2 separate regions of the Pan troglodytes genome follow, and region 2 is linked to region 1. The links are chromatin contacts, called in public Hi-C maps. All regions are on one chromosome and are shown on one strand. The core of a region is the stretch at or near the end of the contact, and the rest is flanking DNA. Distances in the headings are between cores, read along the strand shown. Region 1 overlaps DRD3 (dopamine receptor D3). Region 2 overlaps ZBTB20 (zinc finger and BTB domain containing 20).

Region 1 (5,513 bases), core at 2,084-4,583:
GTGTCAAAGCTTAGCACAATGTGATAAATTCTCAATAAATGGCAGATCTCATTTGGGTCACCTGCTGGAGCTATGAGATGGATGGATGATATTATTGGGAGAAGGAGAAGAGGCGGAAGGGGAAGTGGGAGGGAGAGAACTCCAAGGAGGAAAGGGAGGAGGCTTTTGACTTTTGGGAGGAGGCTTTCGGAAAGGACGTGAGAGAATGGGAGAGGGTTCGCTTTGTGAGGAGGGAGAACTGTGTAAAGACAGCCCCCTCAGCCCTCGTAGTTCCTGAGCCTCCTCTCTTCCCTCTTGAGAGTGTGCCTATACACTTCACCCACCTATATTCTTATGCACTTAGGGCTGTGGGTGAGGTTGTGCAGGTTGTTCCCTGCGCAAGGGTGTGGAAATGAAATTCAGCTATCACTCCCTTTTCCAAGCCTAGAGTTGGCCAGAAGAGGGTGCTTTTTTACGATCTGCCAGCCAGGAGAGGGCGCCTTTCTTTAATTTGCACAAGAGCACCATTTTGCGGCCAGCAGCCATGCCTAACACACACCTCTAGTTTTTACCACTTAAAACGCAACCAACAAGAGTAACTTTGAATTGGCTTCTGTCCCATATAGGAAAACTCCGAGAATACACAGCACTTACCTACCTGAAGGGACCAGCCATGCCTTAGATCCCAAGCGAAAACGAAGCTCCCTTCTTGGCTCATAGTTCTATATGGGCCAATGAATTCTCACCAAACCTCAAAATGGAGCCCCCTCCTATTCTAGAAATGAAAACAGGCCTTGGAAAAGCTGGGTTCATTATTCTTCACAGCAGTTTGCATTACATTCTGTTCATGTGATGACAAATAGCTGGTCAATTCATTAAAAATGCAGTCATTCACGCAGACCTTTGGTCTTCACACAATGCCAGTCACCAATCTGACAAACTTAACCAAATGGATTCAGTATTTTTTGGTCATGAAGCCCTGATCTATAATAATGCTGTGGAAAGAGATATGAAAGAAAAGGAAATGATAAAAGGGTTTTTGAAAGCAAGTAATACTATTGTCATTAGATTCTTAGGCATAGCTCTGATGCTTGGATTAATGCTGCCTTTTCTTTTTTAAAAAGCAGAGTGGGAAGTCCTCTGAGCACAAGCCCCCACTCCTTTAGCTCCTTGCCTCCCCAGGGAGCCAGCCCTCCTCCCATCACGTCCTGGGTCCAAACTAACTCAGGGAGAGGGCTGAGAATGTGTCAGAAGAGGAGGACACGACCAAGTGGTGAGAATTAGAGTCCTCCGAGAGGAGCCCAGGAATAATGCAGCCAAATTCATTCACCAGGGAGTTCTTTAAGTGGCTCTCAAATGGCACCCATCACACAGGCAAGCCTCCGCGTCTTTGCAGCGAGCACAATAGGTACCAGATGAGTCACAGGCACCTTGGATTTTTAGTTTGCATCTAAATAAGCACTTTATATTTGCAAAAGGCTTTCCAGTCATTTGCAAAAAGCTTTCTCCTTCAACAACTCCAGGAGGGGAGTCCACAGAACTAAAGATTTATTGAGCCCCCTGTCTGACCAAATAAAAGGTGGTGAAAAGCAGCCCTCACAGAACTCTGGGGCTCATTAAACCCAGGCGGGGAGTTAGAGTCAGGCCTTCCCACCCAGGCTGGCCTCTTTCCTCCTGGACTGCTAGCTTCCTAAAGAGCAACCCTTGTCAGTACACACACACACACACACACACACACACACACACATCTCCCACCCTGGGACAGGGCTCTGAGATTGAAATCAAATTCTGCAAGGTACTGAGACCTTCAGTAAGTGACAAACCATATAGATCCTGCTCATAGGACCGGAAGTCAGAAGGGGCAACATCCTGCTCATAGAACCGGAAGTCAGAAGGGGCATCACAGTTATCTCATTTGAGCGGAAATGCTAAATGCTTGCATGAAGTGCTGCAGCCTCTTAGCACAGGTGTGGGACTAGAAATGGAATCTCCTGACTTTCCACCAGCACTCTATTACAATAAGTGACACCTTCATTGGTGAAGGTGAGGATGGGGCACCTATGTCTTCAATGCCCTGGCTACCTCTATGCTAATGCTAACTTACATGAGTCTGGAAGCAACAACAATAAAAATAGTTAACATTTATTTAGCATGTACTACGTGCCAGACACTAAGAGCTCTTCATTCATTATTGCTAACCTTCACAACCCAGAGAGAGAGATGTATTACCCTCACTATATAAATGAAGGTGCTGAGACTAGAATGGGTAGGTGAGCTTGCCGAGATCACACAACTGGGTGGTGCAAGAGTAAGGATTCAGGCAGCCTCTGTCTATTACAGCACACTCCCTTACTCAGAGATGCTGAGGTGCGAGTCTGGCTCTGGGCTCCCTAGCTATAGAGTCACACTGCCTGGCTAAAAATCCAGGCTCTACAGTTTAATAGCAATGTGACCTTGGGCAAGTCAATTAACCTGTCAGAGCCTCAGTTCCCTTATCTGTTTAGTGGAGATAATAACAACTACCTCAAAGGGTTGTTAGGAGGATTAAATGAATTAATATTTGTAAAGCACTTCAAATAGTGCCTGTCACATAGAAAGTGTCATGTACATTTTTGGTGGATAAATAAACAAATTTAATATTCCCTGATATCAGGAGGAAGGGGAAGACAACCATAAACTCACTGATATGAACAATCACTGATCCCTTGAGCTAGCACAATAATTATGACAACAATAACAATAATAATACCGTCTTTTGAATGTTTAGTATTAATCACTAGGCACTGTGACTTAAAAAAGAAGTTTACAGAGAAAATATCATTCAATATTCATTACAGCCTTTTCGGGCAGAAATTATTATCCCCATTGTACAGATGAGAAAATTGGATCTTAGAAAAAACAAACCACGGGCCCATGGCTACACAGTTCAGTGGTAGAGCCGGGATTCAGAGCTGATCAGTCCGTTTCTCATGCCCGCGGACTTAATCACCAAGAACACTGCCAGTGCTGGGGTCAGCGGAGTCATCCACACCAGAAACGGCCCAGGGAGCTAAGAGCTCAGACACAAGGGGAGGGTCCCTGGCTCAGGGTCTGCAGGGGCGGCGCGCACAGTGCGAGGCTGGCAGGTCCCGGCCCGGGAATACCGCCGCGAGCGCAGCGGCCAGATGTTCAGAGGTGGCCCTGGGCCAAGCCTCTCTCTCCCGGCCAAGCCCAGCCCAGCCCTCCGGGTGCTTTGGCGCGGCCCTCGCCTGCAGTCGGTCACGTGCAATCGCTCCGAGAGGAAGTCAGAGGCTAAGCGGTCGGCCTGAGTGGGAATGCAGGGTCCCTGCAGGGCTCCAGGAAGCAGGGCGCCGGGCTTTCCCTCTCTGCCTCCCCACAGAGCCTGGAGAGCCCCCAGGTGAGCAGTGAACTTCTCACCCCAGCCGTGCTGGCAGAGTTCTTGCTGCATTATAGTGCCCTCCGATGGCCAATTCCGGTACAGCCTCCCTGTCGCAGTCGGCTTATGACAAGCGGGGGCCTCATTTATTCTAACAGTTTAATCATGTTTAAAAAAGAGCAAGAAAAAAATTACTGTAACAGTGTTAAATTGTAGTCTTGTCTCTTACTTCTTATCCAAGTGAACAAAAATCTTTGTCACAGAAGTTTTCCCTAATGCAGACTTTCTCAAAACCTGTCTAATCATAAGATGCACTTGCTTGTTAAAAATACACATTTCTGTTCTCACTGATATGTGGGAGCTAAGCTATGAGGATGCAAAGGCATAAGAATGATACAATGGACTTTTGGGACTTGGGGGAAGAATCCCCAAGGAGGGGGATTCGAGAGAGGACTTGCATCAGATGATGGGGAGTGGGGTGAGGGATAAAAGACCACAAATATGGTACAGCGTATACTGCTTGGGTGATGGGTGCACCAGGATCTCGCGAATCACCATGAAGAACTTATGTAACCAAATACTACCTGTACCCCAATAACTTATCGAAAAATAAAATAATTTCAAAAAAGAAGAAACAAAAATGCACATTTCTGGGTTCCACTTCAGAAGTACTAAATCAAAATCTCCAGAAACTAAGCCTGATATTCTGCATTTTAACAGGACCCCCAGGCAATTAACGGAATCGAGCGAATTGAGGAAACTCAGTTGTGGGCGCACGCAGTGCTCTGCAAGCGGTAACCACCCTTGCCATGCTGACTTCACTGAGGAAGCCCTTGTCCCCCACAAGAACTCAGAGAGCTGTCGATGCCCTTGAGAGGGAGGAGGGCACTCAGGAGAAACACACCTCAGAGGTGGGAGACATGGCTCTGCCACAATTTGCTGCAGAACCTTGGGCTCATAACTGACATCCTTGCATCTCTGCTTCCTCCTTTATGGATAGAGCCAGGGTTCCCTACACTTGCTGGCCCACTTCATTAATGGAGCCTCCAGGGAGTTGCTGAACATTATAGCATATTTAGGAAAGTATATAACTCTCAGTGGTCTGCTGAAGCCAGCTTATCATGGCTAGCGAGAGCTGATTGGCAAAATTTTAGAAACTTTTTGTGTCAGTTATTAAAGCTTTGGTGGTAGCTTAAAATAGGCCATGGTGGGAGTATTGACACCACAGAAATTGGCAAATAATACAAATTAGGGCTTTTTGTAAACTACAGAGCCTGTTGTTAGTCATTTACCAGCACACCACTGAATACACAGAAGGGTCAGGCTCTTTTTTTTTTTTTTTTTTTTTGAGACGGAGTCTCGCTCTGTCGCCCAGGCTGGAGTGCAGTGGCGCGATCTCGGCTCACTGCAAGCTCCGCCTCCCGGGTTCACGCCATTCTCCTGCCTCAGCCTCCCGAGTAGCTGGGACTACAGGCGCCCGCTACCACGCCCGGCTAATTTTTTGTATTTTTAGTAGAGACGGGGTTTCACCGTGTTAGCCAGGATGGTCTCGATCTCCTGACCTCGTGATCCGCCCGCCTCGGCCTCCCAAAGTGCTGGGATTACAGGCGTGAGCCACCGCGCCCGGCCGGGTCAGGCTCTTTTACATCAGAGGACATTATGCAAGTGGAAGGCCTGGAGAAAGTGAGTTACAGCATTCCTTCCCCTTGCTGTTCAGTCATAGCAGCAGCAGGACTCAAGGCTCAGCCCCTCCTCCAAGGTGTCTCATAGTTACCACTAACAGCGAGGCCCTTGTAGACATATTGTACTGGAAGCCCCCGGCAGAGTCTAAAGCTCTGAGGAGAGTCAGAGGCCTAGAGAAACACCAGCTGCTACTTGACCTGCTCTTGTATAAACCAAGGAGGGGATTTAAGAGAGGACTTGCATCAGATGAAGGGAACTAGGTTGTTGTAGCCTCCCAAGAAGTGGGTAGCAGGATCTTAATTTGACCTTATCAAATTTTTCCCTTTTGAGAAAGAAGCCACCTTTGTCATACAGCATGGTGTCAAGGCCAAGTCCTGCACCGTTTACCTTCATCTCAGAACTCACAGCTAACTGTAATCTGCCCTTTTGGGAATGCAAATGTTACTACTCTACAACAAGATGCACAAGAGGCAGA
Region 2 (5,513 bases), core at 900-3,399, 200 kb before region 1:
TAAGTCAAGATTTGGGGATGGGCCTGAAAATCACAGAGCAAATGTTTTTCTATTTCTCAATTTTGCCTCTTTGTTCCCCATACTTCAAACTTAGTAAAACTTCGTGGTATGACAGCAAAAAGGAAGAAAGGGAAGGAGGAAAATAGAAAGAAAGGCAGTCTCCCCATTACAAGTGCGATAGATCTTGCAAGTAAACTATTTTTTTGGCTGATTAGACGTGTATATTGAGTTTATATTTATTTTTTATTCAAATTATACCACAATATCTAATTTTTAACAGTCAAAAGATGTTGAAGGGTGTTTTCTAATTCTTCTATGGATTTGTCTTAACTGTCAAAAGGGACTTACTCTGAGTAAAACAAAGTTTGCTAAATAATAGTTAGCTTCAACAGTTGTAAACTATATGTCTGTCATAATCCAGATTTCTGCTAATATTAGTAGTTACCTACATTTCTCTCTTCCCTTTCAATCTTTTTAAAAAATATTTCTCTTCTGAAAAGTAACTTTTCTCATTTTGGCCAAGATTGTTTGCTTTCTCATACAAAATAGTATCAGCTCAACTTAAGTAAATGGAAAATATCAGTTCAACAGACCTTATGCATCAGAGTAATGCAATCACAAAGTTTGCATCAGTTTTAGAAGCTTTGATTATGGAAAGTAGTTACAAGTATTTTAAAGAGGGATGCCTGAATCTCAATCCACAGCTCTTCATTTGGGGAAAACACAGACCCCTTTGAGATTTTGATGAAAGCCACTGACCTTATTCCTATAAAAGTATAAACATGTCCATTTATAAAAACTATACATACCCCCCAAAACCCAAACATAAAACCAAGGACCTTTAAATACTTTTAAGTATTCTCTAGAAATGTTCTATGAATGAATAAAAATTCAGGTAATATTAAAGGCATACCCAATTACAGTATTGGGATCATAAATAGAATGGTGTTGTAAATACTGTAAACAAGTTAGTAATTTTTAATCTTTGTCTAGATAAAATAATAAGTAGTGACTAAAAAAGCACATCCAGCTAGTCCCCAACTTTCATAGGTAGCCATTCCTGCATACATGTTTGAAAGTCAAATTTCTGCAAGTTCAAAGTCAAATTTCTGCAAATTTCAACAATTGATATATGTTTTATGTGAAGAATTCTGTTACCAATGGCTAAAAAAACGTGCTGAAATCCTTGATGGTTCCTCCACACTGGGCTTAGACAATCTGGAAGATAGAGGAGAACCTTTATTGGGAGATGGCCCAAAACACCCCCGTTTTCACCCAAGAATGGGTAAGTAAAACTGTACAGCTCGCCCTCCCATAGGCTGATGACCCTCCCTAGTCTCACTACAGAGGTAATAGCAGCTGGGATATGCTAGGTATATAGAGCCAAGATAGGAGAAAGAGATCTTGTCTGCTTGCTGCCTTCCACTTGCATGTGTGATTTCTCCAGTGCTCCCAGCCACCTCCCAAGACTGTGATGATACTAATGAGATAGAAAGAGAGAGTGGGGTGGTGCAGAGTCATTTGCTGTGGATGGAACCTGTTAGCAATAAACTACTATACCTCCTATAGTGCAGGGATTCAGCAGGACTCCCTTGGCATATATGAGGAGGTAAAGTACATGTAACTGAAGTCTTACCCCAGGCAGGGGGTTTGGAGAATAAGGGGGCTCAGTCACCAAAATACATCCCCCCTTTCTCCAGAGATGACTGGCTCTTTCCTAGTGTGACTAACTTGGCAAGCTGCACCCTGTTTCATGTGCAGACCCACTAACCTCATCTGGTGCCCCAAATTGAAAGCTCAAGGGCTTTCTGGCCCTGCCACTTGACTTAGGCTTATTAACTGGACCAAAATTTATATTGGTTTTCATTTGAGAGCTGATGTTTCCTTCCAAGTCCAGAGACTTCAAATCCCCATCCCCCTCTGTAGCATCTTACCCTTGCACTAGTCTCATTTTATATATCCTTTTGCTCTCCTGATTGAGAAAGAACTGGATTTCACACCTAATTAAAAGAGATTGTATTGCCTGCTGTTTCCTTTCTTGCTCATTTTCTCTTGTGAGCAGGCAGCTTTTTATTCTCATGCTAAGTCCTATCCCTGAACCCCTGCAGCTTAAGGGACAGGCAGGAGCAACGTTCCTGCAAAACAGAGAGTCAGGCCCTCTATCCCCAATTCCCCACAGGCAGATTTTCCCTTCGGTACTCACCCCTGCTTTAGCCCCGTCTGTGTTGTGCTCTCGCAGAACAGTCTCTTAGAATACATGATGACTTTCATTACTGCAATTCCTTCCATGTTTCGAGGGAATGCCATCACAAGCTGACTCTATATTTTTACTCTAGTAAAAAGGAGGTAAGTTATTATTTTAAAACACAGAGAACTATTTTTATCACTATTTCATTTTGCCATCAGTTTTGTGTTCATAACACTGTGCATTTTTTATTTTGGGTGGGGAAGAATCCCCAAATACACATGATCACATAATCTATGTAAAGTTTTGTGGTTTTGTACAGTTGATAGGGTTGGGGTTTGGGTGTGTGTGTGTGTGTGTTTTTTTTTTTTTTTCTTGAATAGCCCAAATGCCTATTCAGTGCCAATCTAAGAAAGAATAGAGTTAGCATTTTCACACCATTCCTTCCTATACACTCCCTGAATAACCATCTAATCAAGATTTGTTTTCAATGGGGGACAAATCTTCTACAGTAGAGTATTTCAGATTTATTCCATTGGAATCTATACATTAATGCCCATTGGATGAAAAGGACATGCTCACAAAAGCCTGGACTTTGCCTTGCTGTGGCAGAAACTTTTTCCCACTGTATTAGTGTTAAAAATAAAAGAAAGCCTGGGAAAGGAATTGCCTCAGCATTGTGTGCTGGAGGAATGAGGCATGCTTGAATGGGGAGGCAGGGTCCCCCTTCGCATCTGTACTCATATCAGCAAAAACGATTCAGCTTTTCATGGCTGTTCACTGCAGTGTGGGGCCAGTGTACTCAGGGAGATATTTAAGAATTGTGTCTATAAAATTCAACCAGGCATGTCAGATCAGGTTGTGTACGTGTGCAGGTTTAGGTTTGTCTCTGTGGTTTTTAATGAAGTTGGTGGCAATATTATCGCAAGAGTCTTAACTCAGACTATTTAGTAGATAACTTGATTGTTTAGATGAACAAAATTTGCAATCCAATCTGGTCAAACAGTTTGGATTTTTCTCATGAAATTGTGTGTGTGTGTGTGATTATCTGTGTTCATTTCTTATCTCTAAAGCAACCTTCATCATTACTTTCAGTGTCTTTCTTTTTTCTCTGCTGAGAATTAAGATAACTCTCGATCTTTGGGCACTTCAAGTTTCATTCCTCAGTGATCCACTGTTATGCAGTGGAAAAAGCTTTAAGAGGCATAGTTTCTAATCCCAACACTGCCATGTGCTACTGTGCAAAACTTTGGGCAAGTCATTTAGACATTTTGAGAGCCTCAACTTTCTCTTATATGAAATAGCAATAATAAGACTTGTCCTGAAGGGCTGGGCACAGTGGCTCATGCCTGTAATCCCAGCACTTTGGGAGGCCGAGGCGGGCAGATCACCTGAGGTCAGGAGTTTGAGACCAGCCTGGCCAACACGGTGAAAACTCATCTACTAAAAATACAAAAATTAGCCAGGTGTGGTGGCGCATGCCTGTAATCCCAGCTACTCGAGAGGCTGAGGCACAAGAATCGCTTAAACCCAGGAGTTGAAGGTTGCAGTGAGCTGAGATTGTGCCACTGCACTCCAGCCTGGGCAACAGAGCAAGACTCTGTCAAAAAAAACAAAAAACAAAAACCCTGTTCAGAACACACATAGGATTGTTGTAAGGAATAAATGAGATGTTACATGTAAAAAAGTTGTATACACTGTCAAACACTACATGGATACTAATTATTGTGATAATTGTGATAGGGCTACTTCCCAGAATTATCTGAAAGAAAACTGTCATATATGACATCTCTAGTGTTATTGTTGTAACTAATGTTATGAGCAAATGTATGTTTAAAGAGTGTTTTCACTTGTGTAGAAAAAAATGTTGTAATAAATCCATCCTACACAGAGATGATCACAGACACAACCAGTTTTACTGCTTATTGTTTTACTTAAATGAAAGAGACCTTGGTTATAGTAAAATTGTATATAGAAAATCCTAAACCATAGTGCCAGTTAGTTGTCTTACTTCTTGCACTGTGACATCTAAAAAAATGAGTCCTTTAAGTTACACAACTGAGGCTATGTCAAAGCATCACAGCCTAAAAACATGAAAGCCACGCTAAATCACGGATAGGTATAGAAGTAGCTGGAGGTAGTAGTGGACAAAGCCTTTCACACAGCTTTACAACAGAGCCGTGGATCCCTAAGGGCCAGACCTCAGTAAGGGGCAAACTATGCAATATAATGAAGCAGTTAAGAGGGTGAATTCTAGAGCCAGACTGCCTGGGTTTAAATGCCAGTCTACCAGCAATTGCCTGTGTGTACTTGAGCAAGTTTCTTAGTTTCTCTGGCCTCAGTTTCCTCATCTGTAAAATGGGAATAATATCATCTACTTCCCATGGTTGCTGTAAGATTAAATGAAATCATATACAGAAAGCAGTTAGAACAGTAACCCCTAAAAAATGTTACCTTGTGATTACTATCATGGTATGTATGTATGGTGAACTCAGCAAGAACTTGAAATTTGGTCTGCTGCTGATTGAGCTCCTGAACAGCCCTTCCTGGGTTATTTGTGCCTTCCTTTGGGGCCATATTTTGTGTTAACATGGTTACAGGGGATTTACCTTAATTCTTTAATCTGGCAAAGAGAACTTGTCTTATATAAGTAAAAACGATGGAATCTGTAGCCTAATACAATATTTTAGGCACATAACAGACCTGATAGAGTCAGAACGAGAAAGAATGCTCTTATACAAATTAGTGCAAATTGTATTATTGAACATTTATTAAGTTAAGCTCATACCATGTGAGGGTGATTGAGTGAAGCAAGGTAGAAACGCTCATTGAACTCAGAGTTTCCTGAACAAGTCTTCTGTCGCAAGGTAGAGCAGAAAGAGTTTGAGGAGGTAGGCCTTCTTCCTATCTGCAGGCTGTTACCTCTCAGGTGGCTTCTCACAAGACAGAGAGATTTGGGTCCAGGCCAACAATCAGTGCTTGGGCCATTTGGTTTTGAAAGCCCACTTATTTCACTTTCCCAAGCTGATTGTTCAGTTGTAAAGGCAAGAATGGGGAATCTGATTGAAGAATTATCTGGAGGGGGATTCTCTAGAGCCATCTGAGAGATGAGCTAGAAAAATAGAAAAGCCCTAAGATCTACTGCTGTAGCCACCTGTTTTCTTTCTCATTCTGAATCCAAATCTTATCAATAGTATCCCTTGCCATAACAGCCTACGTTATAGGGTGGCGCTGGGTCAGGCTATCCGCAGCCTCCACATAGCTGTTGCCTTCCTCCTGGGAGCTGTTTAATACTTCCCTGTGGCAAGTACATAAAGCACCCTATTAC

What was found. A called contact is a pair of places that touch in the nucleus more often than the background predicts.
Region 2: a Hi-C map of stem cell-derived neural progenitor cells shows a contact between it and region 1, with 2.4 times the contacts expected there. The contact joins two enhancer-like sites. A contact is called at or near these places in 2 of 7 Hi-C or Micro-C datasets (induced pluripotent stem cells and stem cell-derived neural progenitor cells).

Annotation. Positions count from the first base shown.
Region 1 is chr2:117,476,356-117,481,868 of NHGRI_mPanTro3-v2.0_pri, reverse strand. The region is part of intron 2 of DRD3 (dopamine receptor D3); the gene reads left to right. Among named protein-coding and RNA genes, the nearest start is that of DRD3, 19 kb to the left of the region's middle. Within about 2 kb of position 3,333, at least 14 of the 24 cell types and tissues checked have an H3K27ac peak or open chromatin away from gene starts, as enhancers often do. A contact at or near this core is called in induced pluripotent stem cells and stem cell-derived neural progenitor cells, where this site is marked.
Region 2 is chr2:117,671,022-117,676,534 of NHGRI_mPanTro3-v2.0_pri, reverse strand. All of the region lies in intron 10 of ZBTB20 (zinc finger and BTB domain containing 20), which reads left to right. Among named protein-coding and RNA genes, the nearest start is that of MIR568, 39 kb to the right of the region's middle. Within about 2 kb of position 2,149, at least 6 of the 24 cell types and tissues checked have an H3K27ac peak or open chromatin away from gene starts, as enhancers often do. A contact at or near this core is called in induced pluripotent stem cells and stem cell-derived neural progenitor cells, where this site is marked.